Linked DNA regions of Mus musculus: region 2 is linked to region 1. Evidence: chromatin contacts called from public HiChIP or PLAC-seq data. All regions are on one chromosome and are shown on one strand. Each heading gives the region's core, a stretch centred on a gene start, on an enhancer-like site or on the middle of the called end of the contact. The rest is flanking DNA. Distances are from core to core; before and after follow the strand shown.

Region 1 (6,247 bases), core at 2,491-4,990:
TCTCCAGCATCATCCAAGCAAAGCTACACTGGTCACTTGCCAATCTAGCTGCCTACCCACCACCTCTTTTGAGACAGGTAATTGGTAAGTAGCCCAGGCCGGCCTTACACCACATTCTTCCACCTCAGCTTCTTCCCTGAAACTATAGACAAATGATAACATGTACAATTCCTGGTATAATTTTATTATAGATACTAGGTGGGCAGAGAAGAGAGTTTCCTTGAAGCTTAACATTAGGAATTCTCCCTTCCATTCACTCTAGCATAGGAGATAAGGAACTGCTGGGCTCCATGAGTCAGGCTGAGTTATTAGTAAACTCTCTTCCACCCCTGGGCATTCCTCAAAAGGAAGGAAGGACCTACTGCTGGACAATCACCTTGATTTTGCTGTTCTCTCTCTCTCTCTCTCTCTCTCTCTCTCTCTGTCCCCCCACCCACCCCCAGCTGCATTAATCTATTCTTCTTTCCACTACCTCACCACCTGCAGCAACCACCTCTTCTCAGACAGGAAGTTAAGATGCTATGAAGGAACCTGGATCTAGCATCCTTCATATGGCACATATGGGTATATGCTGTATGCTGCTCACCACAGGGCCTGTCGCTCTTTGCTGAGGTTACAGACAGCATCCTGTGAAAAGTTGGGAGGCTCACCCCAGAAAGGAATGTTGGCAAGAGAAATTATTTACTCAGAGGTTGACATCTAGGCTGGTTGTTGGGACTTTCCACACTATTTGAAAGAATCTTGGCATCCCAAATATGTGGTGAGAGCTGACCAGGGTGAAAAGCTGCTTCATGTCACTGTTGTTTGGAGAAATGACATTTGCTTTGCTTGGAAACAGCACCCAAAGTTCACTACTTGAGTGGGTGTTGCAGGAGTTTTCTGTGAATGTTAGGATCTACAGCCCATGGCCTACACTGTGAGACAGTCAGATGACAAGGTGCCAGTGTTACAATCATAGAGTGCTCAGAAACAGTGGTAAGGACTGTGAGTCCTTTTCTCATTGCAAAACATATATAAGTTCATGGTGGAATACATGGGAACAAAAGAAAAGCCTATTTTGAGATAAACAGTTGTTTGTAACCACCCACGTGGAAGGAAGGAACAAGCCCGTTATTACTAGGAACCTCTTTTCTGCTTCTAAGATCCCTTCTAAGTATGTTGTTGTTGTTTGCTTTTCTTTGACACAGGGTCTCACCATGTATCTAGCTGGCCTGATATGTCGTCTCTTCACTCTGTAGACCAAGGGACCCTCAATTTGACAAAGATGTGCCTCTCTCTGTCTGTCTCTTGAGAGCTGAGAGTAAAGGCATATATCGCCACACAGGGCCATATGCAAACATGCCTTTTCTGTCCACCTGTGAATAGTTTGGGCAAAATCTTCTTCCCCCGGGAAATGTGACTATGTTAGATTGACAGTTAAGACCGAATATGACCATCTCCAGAGCCACAGATGCATGAAACTTCGGCAACCTAACCTCATTCATCTTTTCCCCCAGTCCGTGCCTAATTTCCTAATCCAGTCCAGCTCCCTCTTAAGTGACTCAAGGAATCCATATCCTACCCCACCCCCTCCCTGGACAAGGTTAAAGAGCATAGGCCAAAGGATCACAACTAGCCAGCCTTGCTCCAGGTCAGGGAAGTATTTGTCACCAAAGGGTGCCTCTGCAATGGAATTCTTGGAGCTTTAGCCCGGATGAGTCTGAGGTAGTGAGCAGGACATATATGGTCAGAGGTCTGGTTTTTGTGGGGATGTCCCAGCTGTAGTTTCCTTCCTATTGCTGTGATCAAACATTCACCAACATCAACTTGGACGGGAAGAGGGTTTCTTTCACTTACATTTCCCTGTCACAATCCGTCACTGAGGGAAGCATGAGCTGTGCAAGAACCTGGAGGCAGAAACTAAGGAAAGACCACAAAGAAACGCTGCCTTACGAGCTTGCTCCCCATGGCTTGGTTTCTTATATCACCTAGGACCACCTTGCCAGGGGTGGTACTGATGACAGTGGGCTGGGTTGTTCTACGCCAATCATTAATGAAGAACACGCCTCGCAGATTTGCCTCACAATCTGATGGTCTCAGTGAACATTCCCTCTTTCCAGATGACTCTAGCTAATGTCAAGTTGACCAAAACCTAACCAGCACAGTCCCCAAACCATTCTCGGTATCAGTGAGACCCTCTTTGTCAGCGTTATCCAGATCTCCAACTACCACCTGATGATCTACCAGCTAAACCCAGGAGGGAATATTTGAATATTTGTATACCTGCTCCGTGTGTGTGTGTTTGTGTGTGTGTGTGTGTGTGTCTGCCCCTTCTCTCTCTCTCTCTCTCTCTCTCTCTCTTACTCACTTCTCTCTCTGATCCCTTTTTCCCACCCCCCCCCCCTCCAGGTGTTCCTGGCCAGCCTCTCCTCTCTCTCTCCTTCTCTGTCCCCTTTCTTCCTCTGTCTCTACTCCCTTCTCAACTTCCCTTCCCCTGCTCCTGCCCTCAAAATTATTTTTTTTCCCCTCACCTCTAGGGGATGTTAACATTGTGTCATTTTTGGTATTGTGGTATAGCCCCTTTATCATTTTTTGGGTTTCTAATAACACTCTTAGATTATAACAAAGGAGCCCATGGGCAGTCTTTCTCTGCTGAAGGTCTATTGGGGCAAATACTGCTTAAATGGTATGAATGAGACTAGGGACACCCACAGTAAATCTCTGACTAGACACTGGACCTTCAGGATGTAGCTAGAACTTGGACAAAAGCCTAGTGTGATGAAGGACTTGACTGTACCTGGAGAAAGATCCAGGGGGCTTGCAAGATGGCTCAGTGGTTAAGAGTGCCGACTGCTCTTCCGAAGGTCCCGAGTTCAAATCCCAGCAACCACATGGTGGCTCACAACCATCCGTAATGAAATCTGATGCCCTCTTCTGGAGTATCTGAGGACAGCTACAGTGTACTTACATATAATAAATAAGTAAATCTTTAAAAAAAAAAAAAAGATCCAGGAGCCAGGTCTCTTAGGTCACCTGCTCTACTACACCAATTTTCTCACGTATGATTAAGACCTATGGAGCCTTGGGGAAGTGGTTTCTGAATTCCTAAAATAGTGTGGAGGGAGAGATCAGAAAGAGATTAAAACCTGGTCCAGCAAGTGTCCACAGAACAGAAAAGGCACATTCTATTCTACCCAAACTATATGTAGAACAGCACAAATGGTATGGCCAATCAAAATCAGCTCCATTCCAGTGTGACAGCTTCCTCCATCTGTGTGGCAGGAGCGACATGATGAGAACTGTAAGGCAGCTCAGCCTTACCAAACAAGAGCTCCTCCAAAGCAGAGAAGCCCTCACAGCCCATCACCATATGCTGGCTCTCCTTCTATGACTCTCATGCCCTCTGCTCTTTGTGCGCTGCGCCAAACCAGCCTTTTTCTTCTCTTCTCTAAAGGGTAGAATCTTTCACCAAACCACCCAACCCTCACTGCACATAAAACTGAATAGTCAGCCAAAGTAATACAAGACCCCCAAAATTGGAATGAGAAACTGCCATTCCTGAATGGGAAGAGAGAGAGCAAAGGAAAGGAGATGACTGCTTCCAGGTGTGGTGGAAGAGAACGTTTATGATAGACACCTGGGAGAGCATAGCCAGAGGCAGACACACCTGGGAGAGTCTGGAGCGGTCATGACCTTGAACAGCATAGGGAGACAGTGGAGGGAAGAGAGGAGAAAAAAAGCGGGGTGGGTAACCAAAATGTCTGGATTATATAGGGAGGAGCCTCTGGGGGAAGGGCAGCCTGGCCTCTGGGATGGAGAGTTCAGGGAAGGGGGTTGGGTGTGTCAGCCACACCCTGTAAAAAGTAGGGATTGAGGGATGCTGGGAGAACCTGGAGGCGGGGTCTAATTTGATATGTTAAATAGGCACCTTAGCCATTGTTCCATACCTACAGGTCCCTCCCTCTATCTGGTTCTGTGAATTGAATTATGGTTTGTGTAGCATTCACCAGAGCTTAAGTGGCAGAATATGGAGTCTCCACTTGACACAAATCCTGAAGCCTGCAGCAGGCAAGGAGGGAAAGTTTTGTTTTAATTATTAAGATTTTCCAGTAGATTGAATCAAATAACTAATTCTGAAAGAGGTCAGTGGCATCGGGCAAAGCATCCAAAGATGTAGGGTGTGTGTGTGTGTGTGTGTGTGTGTGTGTGTGTGTGTGTGTGTGTGTGTGTGAGATCTGCTATGTTTCAGTTCTTGGGAGGCATGGGCAGGGCTGAGTTTAGACTGATGTAAATGGAGACAGGCATGTGTTAGGTGCCTTTTTGACTAGTTTGGGGCTTTGGGTTGGGTGGGGAAGGTGGGTTTAGAGATGGCTGCTGGAACTTCTGTGTTTTATCATACAGAACTCTGAAAAATTGGAAAATGGAAGGAAAAACAGTAATGTGGATGGTCATTTATTCGCTTATTGTGTAATTTCTAAGAAATGTAATTTCTAAGAAAACATAAGTTAAAAATAGTTATGCCAACAGCTGCAGCCCACCACCCTCAACCTCCCAGTCTATGCCAGGGAACTTGAGGGCCTGAGCAGACAGAGCAAGGGTGTGTGTGTGCACTTGGGATTGGGGTGTGAAATATGGAGTGGGGTGTGGTGGGGAGTGGGTTTCAGAGTTCCTAGGCTAACTATGGAAAGCCAACAGATGGCTTAGAGGGTAGAGAGGTACCTGGAGGCCTGAGTTGAACCCAGAACCAACATGAAGCTGGAAGGAGAGAGCCAACTCCACGATTTTGACCTCGGATCCTCATTCATAGGCCATGACCTTCATGCTCACACAATAAAATAATTTGTTAAGTTGGCAACAGTCGTGTGGGGGTGCGATAACCTGCTTGATTCTGATGGTGAAAATGGAATGCATACTCTGAGTCTGTCATGGAGGACCTGGGCTTTCTTACGTGCTGTTTAACACTTCTGGCAGTGGGCTCCAGATGCCACTGAGGCAGAGATGAGACAGGGGAGGCAGGTGAGTATATCAGGAGAGTGAGTGTGGTTTGAGGAGACTGGTGCTTTCTTGGTTCAGACAACCCTGGATAGTTATAGGGGAAAGCCTCTGCTTTGTGTGTAGAGTTGTCATGGCATGCCTTCAAAGTCTATGAAAAGAGCACGTCTTGTGTGCTTTTGGGTGCCTTTCAGACTATTGGAATCTGTATGACCTCCAGATCGTAGTGAGTGAGCCCCTCCTGAGGTGTGCCCTGCAGGGCCAGACTGGATAGATGGCAGGGCATCTCATCTCCAACCTACAACAGATCCAAATTCTTACCTTAGAACTGTTGGAAAGATAGTCAGCTAAATGGCTGCTCCAGATAGTCTTTAATAGTCTCAGAGTAATAATGAATGCACCAGGATAAGCAACTCTCTTAAAGTGGGTTTTACAAGATAATCTAGAAAACTCTTTTCTCACAGTGCATTCCTGGACCCAGACTGGGAACTCGGAGATCTGAGATGGAAGTTTGAATGTTTATCCTTCCTGTCCCCAAAGTGATGATCTTCAAGGTTTGGAAACCTTACATAAAGCAGAATATTGATTTGGATTTGAGAGGCACTACAGAGGTCAGAAGGATTCCATTAGTACAATGTCAATCAAACATGTATGAATGCAGTGCCAGGTGAGCAGTTCCCTAATGGAGTGGTCTTCATGCGTACTATGTGGGAGAGGTCGGGGGTACGAGAGATGAAGGTATTCAGTTGTGATGGCCGGTATTTGTACAGAGTACTGAGCACGATGCTGAATCTTACCTAGCATTCAGGAGAGCTGGATGGAGATTGACTTTACTCTTTTCTTCGCGTTTGATGGAAGAAACCAAGGTACCATGGGGTTAGTTAGTTTGCCAAAGCCACAATAAATGGCCACTGTAGCAGTTGAAACCCATGTAGGTTGCCTAACCTCAGGCTATAAATCCAGAAAGCTTAAAGCAAGGTGGAGAAGACAGAGCTGTGGACAGACGTGGTCTCCAGTGGCTAGATGGAAGACACAGGTGCCCAGTTTAGCAAGTGATGCCACAGGAAAGACAAGATGAGGCCCGTGCACCCAGACACAAAGGCCCATAGACCAGGAGACCCCAAACAGGAGGTGGCACAATGCCAGAGTCAGGGAAGGGTCCAGGCTACCCTGACTGCCTTTCCTAGAGAGCCATGGAACTGTGTCAGAGACTGGCACACTATACAAACTGCACAAGGAAGCAACGGATATTTGGGAATTAAAAGCATTCTCTAGA
Region 2 (6,080 bases), core at 2,936-5,435, 2.4 Mb before region 1:
TCCCATTGCCAGCTCTGTTACATTTTTTTTTCTTCCTGGCAGCCCCAACTTCCAGTCAAGATTTCTGGACACTTTCCAATTACAACACCATTTAGAAACACTCAGCATATTCCAGTTTTGAGTAATGTATTGATCTATTCTAAAAGAGAAACTGTCCACATGGTCCCTTATAAAATTCTTTTTATTATAGTTTTACTTAAACATATGCAAATACCCAAAACTGCAAATCCTTTGGCTTACAGCTGTTAGACAATTACAAAAATAAATTTACAGTTCAGATATAAAGTAAACTATAAAATGGATTCAATTGAAACCAGTCACACTAGTTAGGAAAAGGGGGAGGGCAGCCTTCCTGAAGTCCCATGGCTCTGCACAGCGTGGGAGGCCTGTGTCTCTAATTATTCTGTTCTGTGGAGCCTAGCACTGTCAGAAGATTCATGCCTGGTGGGGCCTGGATCTTCCAACATTTTTGTCTATTTAAACTACTTCAATGCTTCATTAGCAGGGCTTCCCATAAAGCCAGTGGCCTCTATTTAACATGAGTACAGCTGTTATTTATGAAGAATCACTGCTGGCTCTCATTGAGTCTGTGGCTATTAAATTTGTACCAAATGCCAAATTATCATAATAATAAACATTTTTGATCTGTGAGAAATAAATTCATATGATAGGTCACATTAGGTCATCATCTGAGGATGTAGAGTCTGTTTATTCAAGAAACAGTTTACATATCAACCAATGCAGATTTTATAGACTTTGATGCATTTTAACCAATGTGCATGTATGTATATCTAACACACAAATCATAATATTTACTGCTATCTATTCAGAAATCCCCCTACCATATTTTCAAGACAATTCTTTATGTGGCTGCCAACTCCACCACACACATCCTAATCTCCAAAGTCACTTTCATCTTGCTTATGGATTTCTATTCAGAGAGTCATACGTTTTATATAATATCTGGCCTTTTTGACTATGATTTTGTGATTCATTCTATAACTATACACCTCAGGAAGCTGTTACTTTCTATCATGGAATGTTCTGTTTCATGGCTCTACCATTTGATTTTCTTCCATTCACTTGTTAATGGACATTTGTATGATGTCTACATTTTTACTATAAGCCTTGAAGTAGATTGAATACTTTTTACTTTTGTAATTTTTACATACATTTCAGAAAAAATGAATTATTGTGCTTATGATCTGTATATAGATTTACAAGACATTATCAAGTTACTTTCCAAAATGTCTTTATACCTTTTATGCTTCTACTAGAAGTCCTTGAAAGCTCCCATGGTACCACATGCTGTCAGCATTGATGTTAGGAATTGCACAGTTTTAACCTCCTGGGTGGGTTTGAAGGGATATTGCAGTGTGGCTTGTAAGTGTACTTGCATTTTGACTAACCAATGTTGTCACTTTCTTATGTACTTTTGGCCTTTCATGTCTTATTCAGTGATGAGTTGGCACACTTATGCAAAAGTTGGCTGCTTATCTTTTGTATTAAGTAACTGAACTTCATATATTTTGGGTCTAAATACATAAAATATAATACTTGCCTCTGTTTTCATTAGTTTTAGGAAGTTTTAAAAGCTTCAACTTTTTTTAAAAATTCTCTTGAAAAGTAGCTATTTTTATTTAATAAATTCTAATCTACAAAATACATTTTCTTCACTGATACTTTAAAAATATTTTCAAAACTGCTTTTGCTAATCACAAGGTTTAGGGGAAGTCTTTCCACTTCCCATGTTTTCCTTTGGATGTTTTATAAGTTAAGATTATTTGGTTATTCATTATGTATTTATTTGGATGTATGGCTCTGCATGTGTAGGTGGTTAAAAAGGCTAGAGGAGGGTGCTTGGATTCTCTGCAGCTGGAATCACAGAGGCTTATGAGCTGCTCAAAGTGGGTTTGGAAACTGCCCTTGAGTCCCCTTCAAGACGACTATGTATATTAGCCATGGAGCCATCTCTCCAGCTCTTAAAGTCATCCTTTATTTTTAGATCTACAATCTGTTCTAGGTTCCGTAGGTATAAGCGAGGCACAGGTTTGATTTCTTTTTGTATGGACACCACCAAGTCTTCCGCACCTCCACTGAATGATGTTCCTTTCAAAGAGCTTTGCAATTTTCTCTATCCTGTTTCTTAATTTTCCATTCTGTTCCATGGGTTTCTCTAGTGACAAATATATATTTTATGCTAACAAAAATGGTGTCTAAGGCGGCAGTTTTATAAGACCTACAGTCAAAAAATGTCAGTTCCAATAGCTTTTTAAATGGTCACATTAGTTTTCCTAAATCATGGAAGGTAAAGGTTCACCTGAATAGTGGACTCGTTTTGTCAGTTGAGTCCATAAATGCGCTGAGGGAGAAATGTCATCTTAAAAAATATTGAATCTAATCCATGAACATAGTATATCAATCTCTATGTCTATTTTCTCTGTGATCTTTTAATAACAGGTAATTTCTTAAATAAAAAAAAATACACTTTTAATGATAGTCTGTGATCAGCATGCATAAGCTGAATAAAGACATTCTCCCCATAAAAGGTGTTTTTTGATGCTATCATAGATGAGGGCATCTACAGTTTTTATTTCTCAATTCTGTATTGAGAGTAGACATGAATAGAATTTGGCTTTCTATATTAGCCTTAGTTTTAATCTTTTTTACTTTTTATATTAATGTAGAATTTCACTTTTTAGGAACCTCTGTGTCAACATTGCAAAAGAAAATCAAACTCCTTAGAGCTTTGCTTTCAGCCACACATGAAACACATTCATAATATTTGTGAATATCTGTTGTGATGAGTTTTTTTCTATACCGCTTTGGCTCCTGGAGGATGGCACACACACCTGCCCAGGAGCTATCTTTTGATCTGAAAATGAAAGGCACGCACACACACTGACTTATTTTTAAAATGTCTTGGCTACCTTAAAGGCTGGGAACTCCTAAACATCCCCCTCTTAACACAGGCAGTGACCACTCACCTGAAATCTCATATGGCTGATTGGCTCTATCTCTTGCCACTACTTTGTCCTGTTCTTCTTTCCCTGAGTCACGGGGATTCTCTTCTATTCCTCTCTGCAGCCTAGCCTGCACAACTCTAAGTGTCCACCCTGTGTCCGGCTATTGGCTGTTAGCATCTTTATTGATCCATCATAAACCAATTTGGGACAAGGACCTTCAGTTTTTGGCTGGACACGCAGATTCCAGATTGAATCAAAGCCTTAGACCAACCTCCAACAGGTTTCTTTCACTGTATTGAAGGAACTTCTTTCTATTATTGATTTTTAAAACTTGTAAACATGTATTGGATTTTATCCAGGGTTGACAGTGAGCTGTAAAGTTCCTGCTTTTTTCCTGTGATGGTTATCTGGTCTTGGAGCATACCTGTAAGCGATTGTTTAGACCAAGGTTAGCCTTTAAGAATCTCTGTGAAGGGTCATAATAAGTTCCTGAAGGCAGGAACGCACAGCCTAAAAGTGAGCAGCAGTACCTTTCCCCAACTTGGGATCTTTTCCTGTGTAAGCTAAGAACAGGAGCGGAGCTGAAGTATGGCTCTCTGCTCTTGCCTGTGGATGTGAAGTTCCCTCAAGCTCCAGATGCTGGGACTCCCTTGCTGCTCTCTGCTCTTGCCGTGGATGTGACGTCCTCTCAAGCTCCAGCTGTTGGGACTTCCTTGCTCTTACAGACCATTACCTGAAACTGTGCGCTAAATAAACCCTTTCTTCCTCAAACTGCTTTTTGTCATGGGTATTTTAGAATAGAAGCAGGAAAATAAGTCACTCATTTTGGAATATTTCCTTTGGTGATTAACAAAGAATATAATATACTTCACCATACATAACTGCATTACAGATTTGTTGTAAGTAATTCAAACTTGATGGAATGTAAGCGTTGTTCCTGGGCTTTTCTTCATCCCTTTTGCTCTCAAGTGATGACAGGGTGTTTCTATGCCCACTCTAGTTCATTTTAGCTCCCAAATAAATGATTTGGGAACCTAAGCTATTTATTAACAGCTGCAGGCACTATGCTGGGCAGATACTTAGCTGGTTTAACCCTCTAAGTCAGCTTACTTTCCAGCCACACGGTGGTCCCTTTCTGCAATCTGAGTCTTGCTCTGGCTTACTCTGTTCCATGTGTGTCCTCAGGGCGAATCTTCCTGGTCCTTCTCTTCTTCCTCATTTCTGCCTCTCTCCTTTTGTTTGGGACTTCCTGACTGGGAACAGAAGTCCTTTATTCACCTCTTCCCCGGTGTAGGCTGAATTAGATCTTTAACCAATCAGAAGTGATGGAAAACAATCTACACATCATTGAGACAGGAAATGCTCCAATAATCATGACAATGCCAATTCTGGATTGCAACCAGATCTCTAGGCTCAGCAATCAGCATCTGAATACACAGTGCACAAAACCATCGCCCAACAATGAGGTGGCGTTCATCTTTACTTGCTGTTTCTATTGGAAGGTATTGCTTTCCAACTCTGACTCTATACAGGAAGACATCATTATGTAACTACACCATTACATTATACATTGCATTTCTATCCTTATATTTACCAGAAAATTGCTGATAGACATTTTGTCATACTGTATAAATAATAAGTAAATATCAATAAATAAGTGTATAAAGGAACCACTTTACATTCTAAACTCTTCATTCTGGAGAGTCATATTTAATGGATCCAAAATTTCTTATATTCTTGGAAGGAAAAGGACACAATTTGCTCACTGATATTAAAAGTTATATAAAGTGCACTAACAAACATATTTGCTCATTTGAGGCCACTTGGAAGATTGTAACAATGTATAAGATGTATAATTATAAGTAATAATGTGGTCACTCAATTGAGGCTTTTACTATTTGATGACTTATCTTCACTGGATATGGATGTGAGACATGTGTGTGTGTCTGTGTGTGTGTGTGTATGTGTATGCTACCTGTACAGCTAGTGCTGGAGGAAGGCAGGTCAGAGGATCAGATTGCCTAGAACTGGAGTTAAAGGCATTTGCAAGTGGTTGACTCTGGAAACTGAACTCCTGATGAGTTCAACAGCTGAGCTCTGTCTCCAGCCCCCCACCCCCAACTCCATTTCTGCCATTCTCACCTTCAGAATCTGTCAACAAGTTTTTATTGAGAGTCCGAAAGCTAACTTTTACATATGTATTTGCAGACCTAAGATGCCACTCTCAGTGCTAGAACTTTCACAGTGACTTTTTGTAGTTTTGGAAGGATGCATGTGATTTCCGAAAAACCTAGTTTCAACTTCTCCAGTACCATGTGCAGAAGGCCCAGTCTGTTAGGAGAGCAGAATGTTGACAGCTATTTGTTGCTTTGAGCCCAGCTCATAGTCTTTTTTTTTTTTTAACCATTCTTTTGTTGATATTGTTTGTTCTCTCCTGGATGAGCTGCTTTATTTAACCATTTCATGCCAAAGTAGACACATATCAGTCATATGAAGTGGCTGCCACAAAGCTATTGAGGAAACTACAAAACTGACCCTAGCAAGAAAGGCTCAGCAGCTCTTAGAACTAAAGGTAGGCCATTTACACAGACTGGAAGCAGTCTTTAATTATTTTCTACTAGGAGAAGAATTTTAGCCTGTAAAGTTTACTGTGGTAATAAAACTACTGATCAAATGATTCAGAGGTCTGTGTATTGATGTCCGTAGCCTCACAGCTGATAGATGAAGATAGCATTTCTATAACAGTATGTTGCTTATACTGAACACATGTCTTTACATTAAAGGTGACCACAAATATTTCTTGGCCCGGCAAAAACCGTCAATGGAAAACAAACTAGTCAATTTGTTGTGGGATGTTTAAGTACCATATGATTGAAATGAAGTCACTATTTCTCTGCCTTTCAACCTTTCTTTTTATTTTTTTCTTCAAAACTTTAGATCTTTTAGCCAGGTGTGGTGGCTCACCCCGTTAGCCCTAACACTCAGGAGGGAGAGGTAAGTGGATTTCTGTGAATTTGAAGCCAGCCTTCTGGTCTACAAAGAATATAGTATGATACACACACACACACACACACACACACACACACACACACACACACACACACACATTTAATA

What was found. HiChIP or PLAC-seq counts read pairs in DNA pulled down with a chosen protein or histone mark.
Region 2: an H3K27ac HiChIP or PLAC-seq map of embryonic stem cells shows a contact between it and region 1, with 3 times the contacts expected there. The contact joins two enhancer-like sites. A contact is called at or near these places in 1 of 39 promoter capture datasets (hippocampal neurons) and 1 of 115 datasets of contacts at active chromatin or transcription factors (embryonic stem cells).

Annotation. Positions count from the first base shown.
Region 1 is chr11:8,669,419-8,675,665 of GRCm38.p6, reverse strand. No RefSeq gene overlaps it. Among named protein-coding and RNA genes, the nearest start is that of Tns3, 8.0 kb to the right of the region's middle. Within about 2 kb of position 3,740, at least 7 of the 459 cell types and tissues checked have an H3K27ac peak or open chromatin away from gene starts, as enhancers often do. A contact at or near this core is called in embryonic stem cells, where this site is marked.
Region 2 is chr11:11,096,751-11,102,830 of GRCm38.p6, reverse strand. No RefSeq gene overlaps it. Among named protein-coding and RNA genes, the nearest start is that of Vwc2, 14 kb to the left of the region's middle. Within about 2 kb of position 4,185, at least 5 of the 459 cell types and tissues checked have an H3K27ac peak or open chromatin away from gene starts, as enhancers often do. A contact at or near this core is called in embryonic stem cells, where this site is marked.